Linked DNA regions of Arachis hypogaea: region 2 is linked to region 1. Evidence: chromatin contacts called from public Hi-C data. All regions are on one chromosome and are shown on one strand. The core of a region is the stretch at or near the end of the contact, and the rest is flanking DNA. Distances in the headings are between cores, read along the strand shown. Region 1 holds the start of LOC112777093 (dormancy-associated protein homolog 3). Region 2 has its middle 9.7 kb from the start of LOC112781913.

What was found. A called contact is a pair of places that touch in the nucleus more often than the background predicts.
Region 2: a Hi-C map of leaf shows a contact between it and region 1, with 1.9 times the contacts expected there. The contact joins the enhancer-like site here to the promoter of LOC112777093 in region 1. A contact is called at or near these places in 2 of 8 Hi-C or Micro-C datasets (both in leaf).

The regions. Positions count from the first base shown.
Region 1 is chr19:38,375,178-38,382,504 of arahy.Tifrunner.gnm2.J5K5, forward strand. It overlaps LOC112777093 (dormancy-associated protein homolog 3), which reads right to left and starts at 2,696. Exons shown (of 3, transcript XM_025821377.3): 1 at 2,393-2,696; 2 at 1,840-2,004; 3 at 496-993. The coding sequence starts at 2,513. The coding sequence ends at 887.
Region 2 is chr19:38,434,184-38,440,960 of arahy.Tifrunner.gnm2.J5K5, forward strand. No RefSeq gene overlaps it. Among protein-coding and RNA genes, the nearest start is that of LOC112781913, 9.7 kb to the right of the region's middle. Within about 2 kb of position 1,823, at least 1 of the 3 cell types and tissues checked has open chromatin away from gene starts, as enhancers often do.

The DNA.
Region 1 (7,327 bases), core at 1,446-3,945:
TTAATTTAACTTTTAAAATTTGATATGAAATTTAAATTTCTGTAAAACACATGTTGATTTTACACGTTAACTTGTTAAAATTTAAACTCTTCATTTAAATTTTATGTAACTAAGACTTATTAGATTTTTTAAAAATTTGATTAACTCCCTAACAATTTTATAAAAACGATAATAACAACTTAAATTTAATTTTACCATTTTTAGAATAACAATTAAATTTGCGGAGTTTTAATAAATCTTTGTTCATATGAAGTGAAGAATCTAAATCACAAATTAATGCCAAATTAATATGTCACGCTCAAAAGTTATTGTGACTTAGGATTATAAAATTTACGGTTTAATTTGAATCCATTAAAATTTTAAGAATAAAATTAAATTAGACTTTAAATTTTATGGACTAAATTAAGTATTAATTCTATTTATTTAAGAAAATTTATTTATTTATTTATTTATTTTCATACTATAAGGGTAAACAGAGAGGAACCACAGATAAACTTTGGAAAGCTCTATGTACATAGCATGATATAATATCATACACCACTACTACACCATTATAATTCCATATTTACATCTTAAGAAAAAACATCAGCACAGACAGTTAAGCCTATTAGATGCTAAACCACACACCTAGGTACCTCGCATGAACTCTCGCAGGATCTCAAACTCCTAATAAGTAGTATAACCACATTATTTATCTACCTACATATATTATTATATAAAAAATAAAAAATATAATACAAAAGGGGGAAAAGACCACTATAAACAAAACTGGATGGAGCAAAGGGCCAAAGGAAGGAGAAAAAAAAAAAAAGAAACATATCTTCAGTCATCAGTTCACTCATCATCAAGGGAAGATCGAAGAGGCCAGGATCTCTCATTTCATTTCTCACACATCGAAAGGAGAAGTAGTGCTTGATCTGTTTTGCCCCGCTGCCTTCTCGTACGCATCTGAGGTCGACCTTCTTCGAAACCGAAAGGACTCTCTACTTCCTCCTGCAAATTCATATACACGTTATATATATAATCTAAGAATAAATTACACGTTAATTAGCAGAAAAAGGAAATATATAATTTTGTTTCAGCATATAATAAAGATGGGTATATTAATTAATTACATCTAACAAAATCTGAAGTTGCGTCCATGGAAAGGAAATTATTCAATGAATATGCTAATTATATGTAGTCATGTAAATATTAACATTCATTTATACATGGATAAGATAAGCACATGGTGTACGTCCTTTTCAATATCCCATCTGCATAGCTAAAAGGAGACAAAAACACCCTTCCTAAGTAAGTAGTAGCTTTAGCTTTTTATATATCACCACCACCACCCGATCCATTTATTTTATAAACAAAATTATTGACGCGCCTCGCAAAAGGACAATATTACCCCTGTGGCCCTTACGTTACACAATTCTAGAACACCCGTTACACACTCGGCTTCATCAACAAAGTTTTAAGAAAATCAAGGCCTTGGGAATTAATACAATCCACAACATACTAATAATATCATCGAAGAATTTAACTAGCACTATATTTATTGTGTAGGAAATATATAAAATTTTAAAAGAATCTAATAAGTAATTTTAACTAAGATATTTGTTAGTAAAATACTAAAATCTACAATTATGTCATCAAATTAACTAAACATGTTAAAAACTAAAAATAAATTAAACATATATTTAGATGTAAATAGAGACCACTGATTTTGCACGTAATATTTTTTATAATTGTTACACCGGACCACCGAATTATCCTAAAGTCTAAACTATTTTGGTATTCCAATAATAAATAAATCAACAATATAAAAAAGTACAAATATGATAACGACCTTACCGGAAAACGGAGACACCGGAGGAGTAGAACCGGCGGGAGAAGCCGGTGCGGATCCACTCTGATTCTGGTAGCCAGGTGGTTTCACGATCATGATACTACGTGTCACTTTCACCGGATCCTCCGGTGATTCTACACCGTACGACCTCACGTTCCCCGTCTCCGATTCTGATCATCAACCAAAACCAAATAAAACGTCAATATAACGCTTTAGGTGTGCCATATAGCTCATAAATTTTCATTTTCATTTCCAATAATAATATATACGTCAAAATTTCTTCTTCAATGGATCGTGACGTCAAGCAAATTAAAATCAGGCTAAGTGATTGTGAATTTTGTGACGATGACCGTGAAAAATTCAGATCTTGATCTGCAAGTTTCAAGGTCAAAAGCATAAATCGAGCAAAGGTTTATGCTATATGGTCCATGATAATTAATAACATGCTTGTTTAGCTTGTTTTGAACAAGCATGTTATAGCTTGTTAGTACTCCAGATTTCTATTAGATTATTGTTGTTAATAGTATTATTATGATCTATGTGCAGTTGTGTGCGTACCCTTGCCGGTGCCAGAGGCAGATCTGAAAGCGAAGGTGTGGTGCTTTCGGAGCTTGCCGAGGCCGTTGTCCGGCGGAGGACCGGCGACGGTGTCGTCCCACAAGTGGTCTAGGAGGCCCATAGTGTGAGGCTTAGCGTAGTTGATTAGAACCCAGTGAAGGGGAGAGAGAGTAACTAACGAAGCAGTTACCAGGTTTCTGGAGTATTTGAAAACGCAGCCTGGGGGGTTTGATATTTAACGAGGGGAGTAAATACGAAGCGTTAAAGATCTAGCGGGTGATGAGATTCTGATTTGATCTGAGCCGTTGGTTCGAGGGATGGTGGGAGATATGACGTGGATGGTGGATCTGGATTCTGCTAGAGATAAGGTTTGAGAGAGGAGAGAGTACCACGTGGGCCCCCGAAAATATGGGGATTCTAAAGAGGAAGGGGGTGACACGTGACGTTGCTTTGTGTGTGCGCGGAACGGGGACATCACGTGACGGGCCACTTTCGTCTAATTTGTTTGTTCCGAAACGCCCACGGCTTTTATCCGAAATCGAGTAAAATGGCCTTTGTTTTTGTGTTATTTACCTAAGATAACACTGCTTTGCTTTATAGTCCCCTCACACTCTCTAAACTAACTCTCATCCTCTCATTCTTATTTCTGGTAAATAACAAAAAAAGTAAAAAGAGTAAATTATTGTTTTATTAATTTAAAATATTGATAAATTTATTTATAATAAATAAAATTAATTTTTTATTTATAAAAAATCAACAAAGGTAGTCATACACTAATTTTCGGTCAATTTTGTTTGGTTTTGTTTTAATTTTTGTTTGCTTTACGAACTATTATTACATTTTATTTTTCTCTAATGTCCAACTCATTATAAGTAATTTTTGCATGATTTATTGTGCTGATGTAGGTCAATGAAATTGTTATAATAAAAAGATGAAGATTTCATCACATGGTTATCATTTTTTCGTTTATTTTAAAAATTAAAATATTATATATATACTAAAAATTAATTATTAAATTAATTATTATATATATTTATATATAAATATATATTATTTAGTTTATTTTTAATATATATTTTATATAAATAATTAATTTAATAATTAATTTTTTTATATAATTAACATAATTATTTTAAAAATTATTATGATGCATATAAGTTTTTCTTTTAAGTGTTTAATATTTTTTATTTTCAAAGTTGATGTATATAGATATCTCATATATTGTACGGAATTCTATATCAAACAATTTTGCAATACAATTTTTTTTAAAGAAAATGTCTTATTACGGCTTTAATAGTATAAGTATATTTTCCTTTTCTCCGTGTTTATCGAAAAATATTTTCGACAAGAGTGGATCGATTTGGAATGAGTCAAGTATGGTTTGTTGAGAAGATATACGCATAAACTTGAAGTTGAAAGTAATGGACGCTGACTTGGATTTCGATTATGTGCTGATCGAATAGTCATGGAAGTGGGAGAGTTAGTGACTTTTATTACACGAGGAAATTATGGGGAATATCTACAATCATGCGGCAGAAACGGTTACCAAGAGAGATTGCACTTCAAATTTAAAATTTCGTATTTAATTATAATTAATTGTAAATTAATTGTTAGTTATGTAAGATTAGCCTATAAATACTAAGAAGTATTAGTGAATAAGGGTTGGAACTTTTACTCAGAAAAAATATTCAAGCACACTCACATCCTAGTGAATTCCTGAGTCTGCAATCGAGTTAACTTTTCTGTAGGGTTTCTTCCATCTTCTTTATCTTTTAATTTACTTTTCTGTAAATTTCACATTTCAAGTAATTTTATTATTCCAAGCGTTTCCTATTTTCATTATCCAATTTATCTTTCTGTACTTAAAATTTCTATGTTAAAGTTCTTTGATTCCATTAAAGACATTTTAGTGTTTTCTTTTAACTTCAACTCAACCTTTTCTTATTTCAGTATATTATCATTTTGAAAACCTTACTTATTCATTTCTTTTATTGCTTTACGAGTTTTTAATTTACTTTTATACTATTATTCGTCTAATCGAAGGCGCTTTGATGCACTTTTAGAAAACTGGTACTCGCACAGAGGAGTAGGTTTCGCTCCCAAACCACTAGATATTGAACCACCATCGATTTGCTAAAAATCGACAAAACAAATTGGCACTCCCGGTGGGACTATTTTTAAATCGAAGTGTGTCAGATAAATATTCTTTCCAGTAATTTTTAGTGTATGCGATTACGAAGTGGTTAGATCATTCACATGGCTGATGAATTATCAAATGTGAATGGTGGTTCGTCCACCAGTGATAGCATACCAATGTCCATGCAACAAGCCGACGTATCTTCACGATCGGAAAGTGCAATTGAAACTGAAAGTATAGTCGTTACGACTATTCAAACTGGGAATCTTGGACGTAATATTCGTCCACGTGGTCCTGTGCCACCATTTCAACCTCCATTAACCGCCGGTTGGCCTCCTTATGGTCTTCCTCCTGGTTATACCCCACCGGTGGGTGATTTTGTGCCGCCTGTCCGCTTTGGTAATGTAAATGGGGTGAATAATGTTCAAAACCCACAACAACATTCCGAGTATTCTCGTGATTTTAATGTGGGCTCTACTTCGAATGCTGTGAACTCGATGGCGGCATATCGACAACAAGTGGAGGAAAGTCATCATGACTTGGTCAATTTATTGACTCAGCAAATGACTACAATTCTAAATCCCATGATGGCTGATCATGAATCAAGATTCGAGCGTCTTGCTAGACAAGTCGAGAGGATTGTTCGAATTGTTGATTATGATGAAGGTGAAAGGCATAATGCCAAGGGAAATAACGAAGGGATGAAAAATATTTTTCAAAATAAAAACAACATTCCAAATCGAGAGAATCCTCACATGGTTCCCCGAGGTCAAAATGCTGATGACTTTTTAGCCAGATTGCGTGGTGGCGAACGTTATCAAGTCACTAGAATTTTAGAAGAGGTTTTAAATCGGGTTGGTCTGAATGTTGGTTTTATGAATCAACCACATTTTGTGTCCACTTTTCCCCAAGTGGTCCAAATGGCTGAAGTGCCAAGAGGGGTGAAAAATCTGAAGATAACTACAAAATTTGTTGGTGAAGTTGGAGAATCAACTACTGAACATGTTGCTCGTTATTTGGTTGAGATGGGAAATTTAGTTAATGATGAAAATCTGAAAATAAAATTTTTTCATTCGTCATTGACGAAGAATGCATTTACTTGGTTCTCGAATCTCAGACCAAATTCGATCACAACATGGAATCAGTTAGAAACTATTTTTCACGCTCAATTTTATCGGGGGAAATGAATGTAGCAGTTACTGATCTAGTGGCTTTGAAACGTGAAGATGGTGAAACTATTGATGATTATTTAATACGTTTCAAAAATGCTAGGAGTAGATGCTGTGTATCATTACCCGAAAGTGAGGTAGTGAAAATAGCAACTATGGGGTTAGGATTCTATATGAGCAGAAAATTGCTTAATGTGCATATTCCTGACTTAGCCCATTTGGCTGAGAAGGTTCGGCAGACTGAACTCATGAAAAAAGAAAAAGAAAAATATAGGAGTGAACAGAGATCAAAGAGTAAACCTCTTACGCGAAAAGAAAAGGTTGCTTATGTGACAATGGAGTCTTCAGAGGAGGAATTCGATTTCGAAACAAAAGTCGGTTTGGCCGAACTTAAGAAATGCCCTCCATATGTTTGCTCTTTGTTGAAGAAATTGCCAAGCAGTGAAAAGTCGAATGAATCAAAACTAAGAAGTGGAAAGAAATATAGTTTTGATATTTCAAAATCTGATAAGATTTTTTATGTGTTGCTTAAAGATAAATAATTTATTTTACCTGAGGGTAGAATTTTGCTTTCTGTGGAAGATTTAAAAGGAAAGCGTTACTGTAAGTTTCATCAAGCAACAAGTCATTCGACTAACAGTTGTGTCCATTTCAGGGACTTAATTCAAGAAGCAATAATGGAGGGGCAATTGAAATTCGATGATGGCAAGAAAGAGATGAATGTTGATGTAGATCCCTTCGAAGTTGATGCCAGTTATGTTGAACCTTGCTTTGGAGTAAACATGGTAGGCATGTCCTACGATTTTGATATGGCTCTTGATGATTTCGAGTCACAGGTCAGATCAGTATACCCTAGGACAAGGGATGGTTTGCTGGACTTCTTTGTTCAGCAAAAGATCAAAGACCGGGACGTATCTCTGTGTCCGCAGTGCAATGCTGTTTTCGATGCTGAAGCAGCAGCAATCTTTGAAAAAGAAAGGATGAAGAATGAGTTGGCTCATAGGAAAGAGCAGGCGCGCCAGAGGCAGCCAATCAGGCGTATGAAGGGCTCTAGTTCGAAGACTCCTCAAGAGAATGTATCTACACCTTTAAGCCGTTCTCAGGCTATAGGTGTTCAGTGGATTAGGAATTGGCAGGAGTTCCAGAGACGTGATCATTTGTAATGGACGTAATCCACAGTGGGGGCATCGAGCGCCCTCTCGGAATCAATATTCCTACTATCGAGGTCGTGCCAGGAGTTATCCACGAGGAAGAGGAGGAATGAGAGGTTTCAATCAGAACAAGAAACCTTTGATTAAGACTGGCAAGGAACTAAGCAAGGGGGCAACGCCTTTTGTGCATTCTAGAATCGTTTTTCCTTCTGATGGAGAAACTTACCCTAAAGAAATTCCATCACCTGCGAAGATGGAAAAGGGCAAGGCAGTAGCCCAATCTTCTGGAATTGATAAAAACAAAGATGTTGATGTGGATGAGGAATATTTCGATGAGGGCGATGATGACATGGTTGGGACAATATCGATCATTCCCACTGAATATTTGGGGGAGTATGAAGGAGATCCTTAGGCAGATTATGATTTGGAGGATGAGGAAGCTTTTTCCTTCATTCGGATAGAGGATGAGTCAGGTTAC
Region 2 (6,777 bases), core at 573-3,072, 58 kb after region 1:
GAGTCGTCCACCTCAAGGTTAGTGTTTTTTTAATATTTAATTTTTTTGAATAAATTAGTCGTCAGTTAGAACTGTTAGTGTGGCATTTTTAAAATAAATCCGAAAACAGATATTTGAATTCAGTTCATGTCAGTATTAATGAGTTATTAACTATAGAATAGGGTTAGGTGTAGAGTAATGAACAGGGTTAACTGCTGCTTTTGATGATTGTTGATAAAAAGAACATGTTCTTATCTCATATTTGTAACTGTACGAAAAATTGGATCGTGAATAATGTAGTGGTTAGCGTGTCTATCTATAAAGGATTGGTTGGGATTCATTGAGAGCTTTTTGCTTTGACGAATGTGAGAAGTTATGTTCTATTGTTATGCAGCCCCATCGATGCATCAGCAGCATGAAACGGCAGCATGGTATGAGGTTGGATGATAGGATCGTTCTTTACTTGCAGATGGCTGGTCTGTACCATCTTGCAAGATTGAACGAGAGTTGGTTTAGGTTGGACAAACCGTTGGTCAGCGCCTTCATAGAGAGATGGCGCCCTGAGACACATACATTTCACATGCCGTTTGGGGAGTGCACCATAACCCTACAGGATGTAGCGTACCACCTTGGTCTCCCGATCGACGGTCAGTATGTTAGCGGCTGCCTGACAGACTTTTCGCGGTTTATAGAGGGCAGCCGACCACCATGGGTGTGGTTTGAGGAGCTGCTCGGGGTGTTGCCTCCTGCGAACTGCATCGACAAGTTCATAGTGAAGTGCACATGGTTTGAGGAGACGTTTAGTGATCTTTCACAAGGGGCAGATGACGAGACGGTTAGGAGGTATGCCCGTGCATACATCATGATGCTCCTATCGACACAGCTGTTTGGGGACAAGTCAGGTACCTGCCTTCACATCCGATGGCTGCCGTATGTGGCTAGGTTGGAGGACATGGGTCAGTACAGTTGGGGTTCCGCTGCGTTGTCATGGCTATATAGGTGCATGTGCCGTGTGGCGAACAGAAATGTCGTCAAGTTGGCTGGTCCATTGCAGCTCCTCCAGTCGTGGATCTTTTGGAGGTTCCCTGGATTTCGGCCGGACGGATATGATGTTTTCCATTGGCCGTTGGCCTGGAGGTAGTCTCCATTTAGTCATGCGAACTATTTTCCATTTATTTAGCATCTATAATTATGGTTAACTAAATGTTGTGATTTTCAGATGGGGAGGTTATCAGCCGAGCTTGAGCAACAAAGGGCCTCGTGTCGCGAATTGGAGGCTGAGGATTGATTTGCTCCAGCTGGGGGATGTGAGTATTTTCATGTTTATGTTGTATTTTAATCCTTTTTATTTTATGTGGACTAACAATTTGGAATTGAATGCGCAGTTTCTTTGGATGCTATATAGCTTGGCGGAGGTGGTGCAGGTGGTACATCCCGAGATCTTGGATCCACGCCATATGACTTTGTGGAGGGCCACGACAGCGTTGATCTATTTCGCTGTTATTGAGTGGCATCCGGTAGACCGCGTTCTTCCTCAGTTTGGTGGGGTACAGGGTCGGCCACGTGCTACCCTGAACATAGATTTTCTAATGTCCAAGGATGGGAGGGGCAGAGATCGTTGGTTTCCTTTGAGTTTGCAGAGTTGGCACATGCATTGGTCAGATAGGGCGCAGCACGTGCTACAGTTTGATATCGTACCTGATCCAGGACCTTCTCATGAGTACCTTGATTGGTGGTATCAGCATGGCAGGAGGTTTTTATCGCCAGAGCTCCTCCTAGGTGACCCTAGGAGAGCTGCGATACCGGCTCAGGTGATTGAGCGAGTCCCCGGACGACGCCCGGAGATGGACCAGCTACCTGATGTTCTAGAAAATCGTAGGGTCGCTAGGAGGCAGTGTGTTGGTACTCGATCTAGCCAGCGTGAGTGGATATGGCTGGAGGAGGCCATAGATGTCATGGAGAGGAGGGGAGGGGACGTGGGAGGTGAGCTGGGAGGGCTCGTGGACGAGGTGGAGTCAGAGGTCGTGCCCGAGGTGGTGGTGGGGGGGACGCGGGTCCAGGAGGAGGTGGTGACGGGGATGACGGGGGACCCGATGATGGTCATAGCGGTGGAGATGGGATCGGGGACGCTGGGGGCTCAGGTGGTCATAGTGGAGGAGGTGGCGGTGGGGGAGTAGGGGGATCAGGGGGTGCTGACATTCCTGGTTGCGATTTCGGAGACTACTTCACTGGGGTACCTGCGTGTGACGATAGTTTGCAGGAGCATCAGCCGTATATTAGCCATGGTCAGATGTTGTCAGACTTGCTCGGTAGTGAGAGCCTTGACGTGGCGAAAATTGGTGAGTTAAAAAATTGTTATAAGAGATACGTTGCAAGTACAGTTCTTAACCAACCGAAAATCCGCTTATCAATTTAGAAGTGTTTTTCACAAAATTAAAATTAAAATACTGGGAGTATGAATCCCAGGTCGTCTCCCAACGAGTTGCAGGAAGATGTGCTATTTTATTAATCAGATGTTTTCTAAAAATGGTTTGAGTTGATAAACAGGAAATTAAATTAGAGAATTTATGTAATTTAAATAAAGACCTTGACCGGGAGTAGATTAGTTGGAAGCCATATCCTTGATGGAGTTCTCTCAAGATAAAAGTGATAATTAAAGGTTGCCTGCTCAGTTATCCTTTACCAGGTAAAGGAAAGTTAAGCAAGTTGGAAGTCAATTTCTATTCACAAGTTCTAATCCTCTCCCTTGGGAAGGACTAGTGTCAGTGATTAGAGGGCGACCCAACGCGAAACCCAACTATAATTTTACTCTTGAGCATCCAACTTAAGATCCTCCTGTCAATCAACTCCCAATCAAGTTGTAGAACTACTCGCTCATTATGATTGTAAAATCCACGAAATAAGAAAGGGAAATATTGAAAGACATGATAAATAATAATCAAAAGGATCAATTAAAAATAAAAATAGTTCTTGTATTATTAAATTCTAAAAATAATCCAATAATAATTCTGACTAAATAAAGGACATGGAAGAGTAAGTGACAAGTAAGGAAACAAACTAGAATGACGAAGTCTTGATGGAAGTAATAACTCTTCTCAATATTCCAGTCCAAAAAGCAATAAAATCAACATCCTAAGAACTATGAATGTGTAGAGAGAAAACCTAGAGGAGGAGTAAAATCATATCTAAAACTAAAATTATGCGGAATGAATGTTGTCTCTGGTCTCTGCATGTTTCCTGGCTCTAATCTGCTTTTCTGGGCCAAAAATTGGGTCAAAACAGGGCCCAAAATCGCCCCCAGCAAATTCTGCAAATCGCGCATGTCACGCGATCGCATCATTCACGTGTTCGCGTCATCCGGCGTTTTGCCTTGCCACGCGTGCGCGTCGTCTACGCCTTCGCATCATTTGTGCAGTTTCCAATCCGCGCGGTCGTGTGGGCCATGCGTCCGTGTCACTGCAACTTCCTCTATGTCGCGTGAGCCATACGTCCGCGTCACTTCTCACCGGTCATCTCCTCAATTTCTTGTATTCTTTCCATTTTTGCAAGCCTCCTTTCCAATCTCCAATTCATTCATGCCCTATAAAGCCTGAAACACTTAACACACAGATCACGGTATCGAATGGAATAAAGGAGAATTAAAATACATAATTAAAAGTCTCTAGGAAGCAAGTTTTCAACCATGAAGTATTTTTAGGAAGGAATTATAAATGCATGCTTATCATATGAATAAGTGGGTAAAGATTTGATAAAACCGTACAATTAAACACAATATAAACCATAAAATAGTGGTTTATCAACCTCCCCACACTTAGTCATTAGCATGTCCTCATGCTTAGTTGAAGGAGATAAAATAAATGGGTAGGAACATGTAGAACTCATGCAATGCAATGCAACCTATATATGTGAATGCAACTATATGATTCTTGTCCACTTGGTCAAAGGTAAATAAGCTCTTCAAGACAATCACAGATCAAATTCTACTAATTCAATTCTTATACAGTAAGAACAGATAAAAATGCAAGAAGGTAGCTCATGAAAGCAGGGAACATAGAACTTAAGCATTGAACCCTTACTGATGATGTATGTATGCTCTAATCTCTCTAGTGTATAGGGTAATCACTCTATCCTTCTCTAATCATGCTTTCTAATTTCTGTTCTTCACCTAACTAATCAACAACATTTAATATACCAATGCAAACATCATGAGGTCTTTTCAAGGTTGTAATGGGGCCAAGGTATGGGTAAGGGTACATATATGGCTAAGTAAGCTTATAAATTGAATCTTTAATTAACCCAAGCTTTCACCTAACACATATATATATTCTTTATAGCTTAAATTTCACACTTAGCTACCCAAAATTTTCTTTTCACATTCTTTACTCATGTATCAACTTTTATTTTAATTTTAACATACATGCATTGATCTTTGAATTCTTAACTTAACATTGGGGTAATTTTGTCCCCTTATTTGATTATTGAATATTTTTTTTATTTTTTTTTGAACATAAATATAAACGTAGCTTATCAATGCGCATAGATTTTTAATTTTTATAATTTTACATGAGTAGGCACCCAAATTCCCATTATATTGTCATGACACATTCCCTTATTATCTCTTGTTCCCACAATTTTTCCATACTTAATTAACACATAATTCTATCTTAAGCTAACCAAAGATTCAATTGGGATACATAATTGTTTTTCCGCTTAAGGCTAGTAATGTGGTAAAATAAAGAACAAATGGGATTTAAAAGCTCAAAGTGGCTAACAAAGGCAACTTAAGGGGTAGGCTTAATTTGGATAAGTGAGCTAAACAAATAATGGCCTCAATCATATGCAAGCATATAGATATATTAAACATTGGACATATAGGATGAAACAAAGTATAGATTACAATCATAGAGAAGTAAACACACAAGAATAAAATAATTATGGTTAAATAATGTAACCATGTATAAAGGCTCAAATCTCACAGGTTGTGTGTTCTTTAGCTCAAAAACCATGTTCCAAATACAACTTCAAGCAGATTTAACATAAAAGCTTAGATTAAAATCAGTGAAATTTTGTTCTAAAAATAGGGTCTTAGAAGAAACTTATTGTCTTTTCAATCAAGTAGAACATGCATGCAACTAACCTATTACTATGCAATTTATCCTATTCTACAAAAGAAAAACTAACTAAATATCCTATTTTATTGGTGTTAGGGAAGAGAATTTACCTTCGGAAGTCAGGTACTGACCGACCTCCCCACACTTAAGGCTTTGCACTGTCCTCGGTGCCATCTGTCAGGAACAAAGGTGGGCTGGTAGCAGTATCTCCACAGTCGGGACCGTCATGGCTCCCTGTGCTGGTAAAGGAAGTGGAGTCCAGGGTGTATGAGTCTCTGTATTTTCCCTTAAGTAGCTCCTTGAGGTATGTGAATCGGCGCTTGTTACGGCGCTCTCTTAGCTTTGCTTTGTGTTCCTACCGATCCAACCTTTCAAGTATCTGATGGAGCAGTTGATTGGTTGTAGATGCTTGTGGTGTTGAAGGAGGAATGTCTTCAGCCAGTTCAGTAGGCTGGCTTGTGGTGGCTGCTGGAGGTCTGATATATTTCCTGTTAGGGACATACTGATCATCCCGTGGAAGCATGGCTTTGGTGTCCCCAGCTCTGTAGGAGACTCCGGCTGCTGAGACAAGATCTGAGACCAAGGCGGAAAAAGGTAAGTTGCCCGCGATTTGTACGTGTCCCATAGCATTCCGGATGTGTCTTGGTAAGTTCATAGGTTGATCTGTAAGGATACACCAAAGTAGAACGGCCATGTCTGTAGTGAAGGAGGACTCATGAGTGCTCGGAAATACGTAATGGGACATAATCTGTGCCCATACGCGAGCCTCCAAGGTAAGGGCGGAAGCCGATTAACCTGCCATGGCTGTCTCTGTAGGAAACCCCACTGTCTTCGTTCAATTTGCGGTTCAACAAATTCAGCAATACGGGTCGGGAGGATAAGAAGGTATTCGTTGTTGTAACTCCTTTCTGCCAGGATGGGGAACATCTGCTCACAGTAGCGATTGGTAAATCGCGCAGCGTCCTTTGCTGGGAAAGCTTTCTCTTTTTCATCAACCTTTATAATCCTCTTGATTCTTTTTGTTGAGGGCGTTACTGCAGTTGAAGATGGCTCTGCCACTAATACTCTCTTTGTTCCTCTTCTTGCTGGTGGTTTGGGAGTAGCTTTCTCCGTGCCTTTCTTGGTGGCCATCCTAAAAGAAAGAAAAGAGAAAGTTTGTCAAAATATCATGGGATAGAGCAAGGAAGAGGGTGGGTAAGGTGGTAATCAATGCACATTAAAAGATGAATGGAGTTAACACATGGTCATGACTACATGTGAAAAATCATAAATGGAAAATATATCAGGTGCATATGATGACAAATAAATGCAAGGTGTTTATTGGCATGCAGACAAAGGCATGAGTAGTATAGATCAAGCATTTAATGTCCCAGTGAGATTACCAAGCCTTTCAAACTAATAACCTGTTTGTAACAACAATTATATTAAATTAATAAAATATAAAAAGGGGTTTTGTGAAAAGCAAGCATTTAGAGTAGTAGAATAAAAGAAATCTAAAAAGAGTGCACAATGCCATACGGGCATTTTCACAAACACATAGCATGCATGGTAAATAAGGTATTGAAAGTATTAAATTGAACATGCAAGCAACCCTTTTAAAAAGTAATATATAATTGTCAAACAATTCTTGAATAATTCACAAGAAAATCATAGGAAAGAATAGTGACCCAAATAAATTTCCAACACC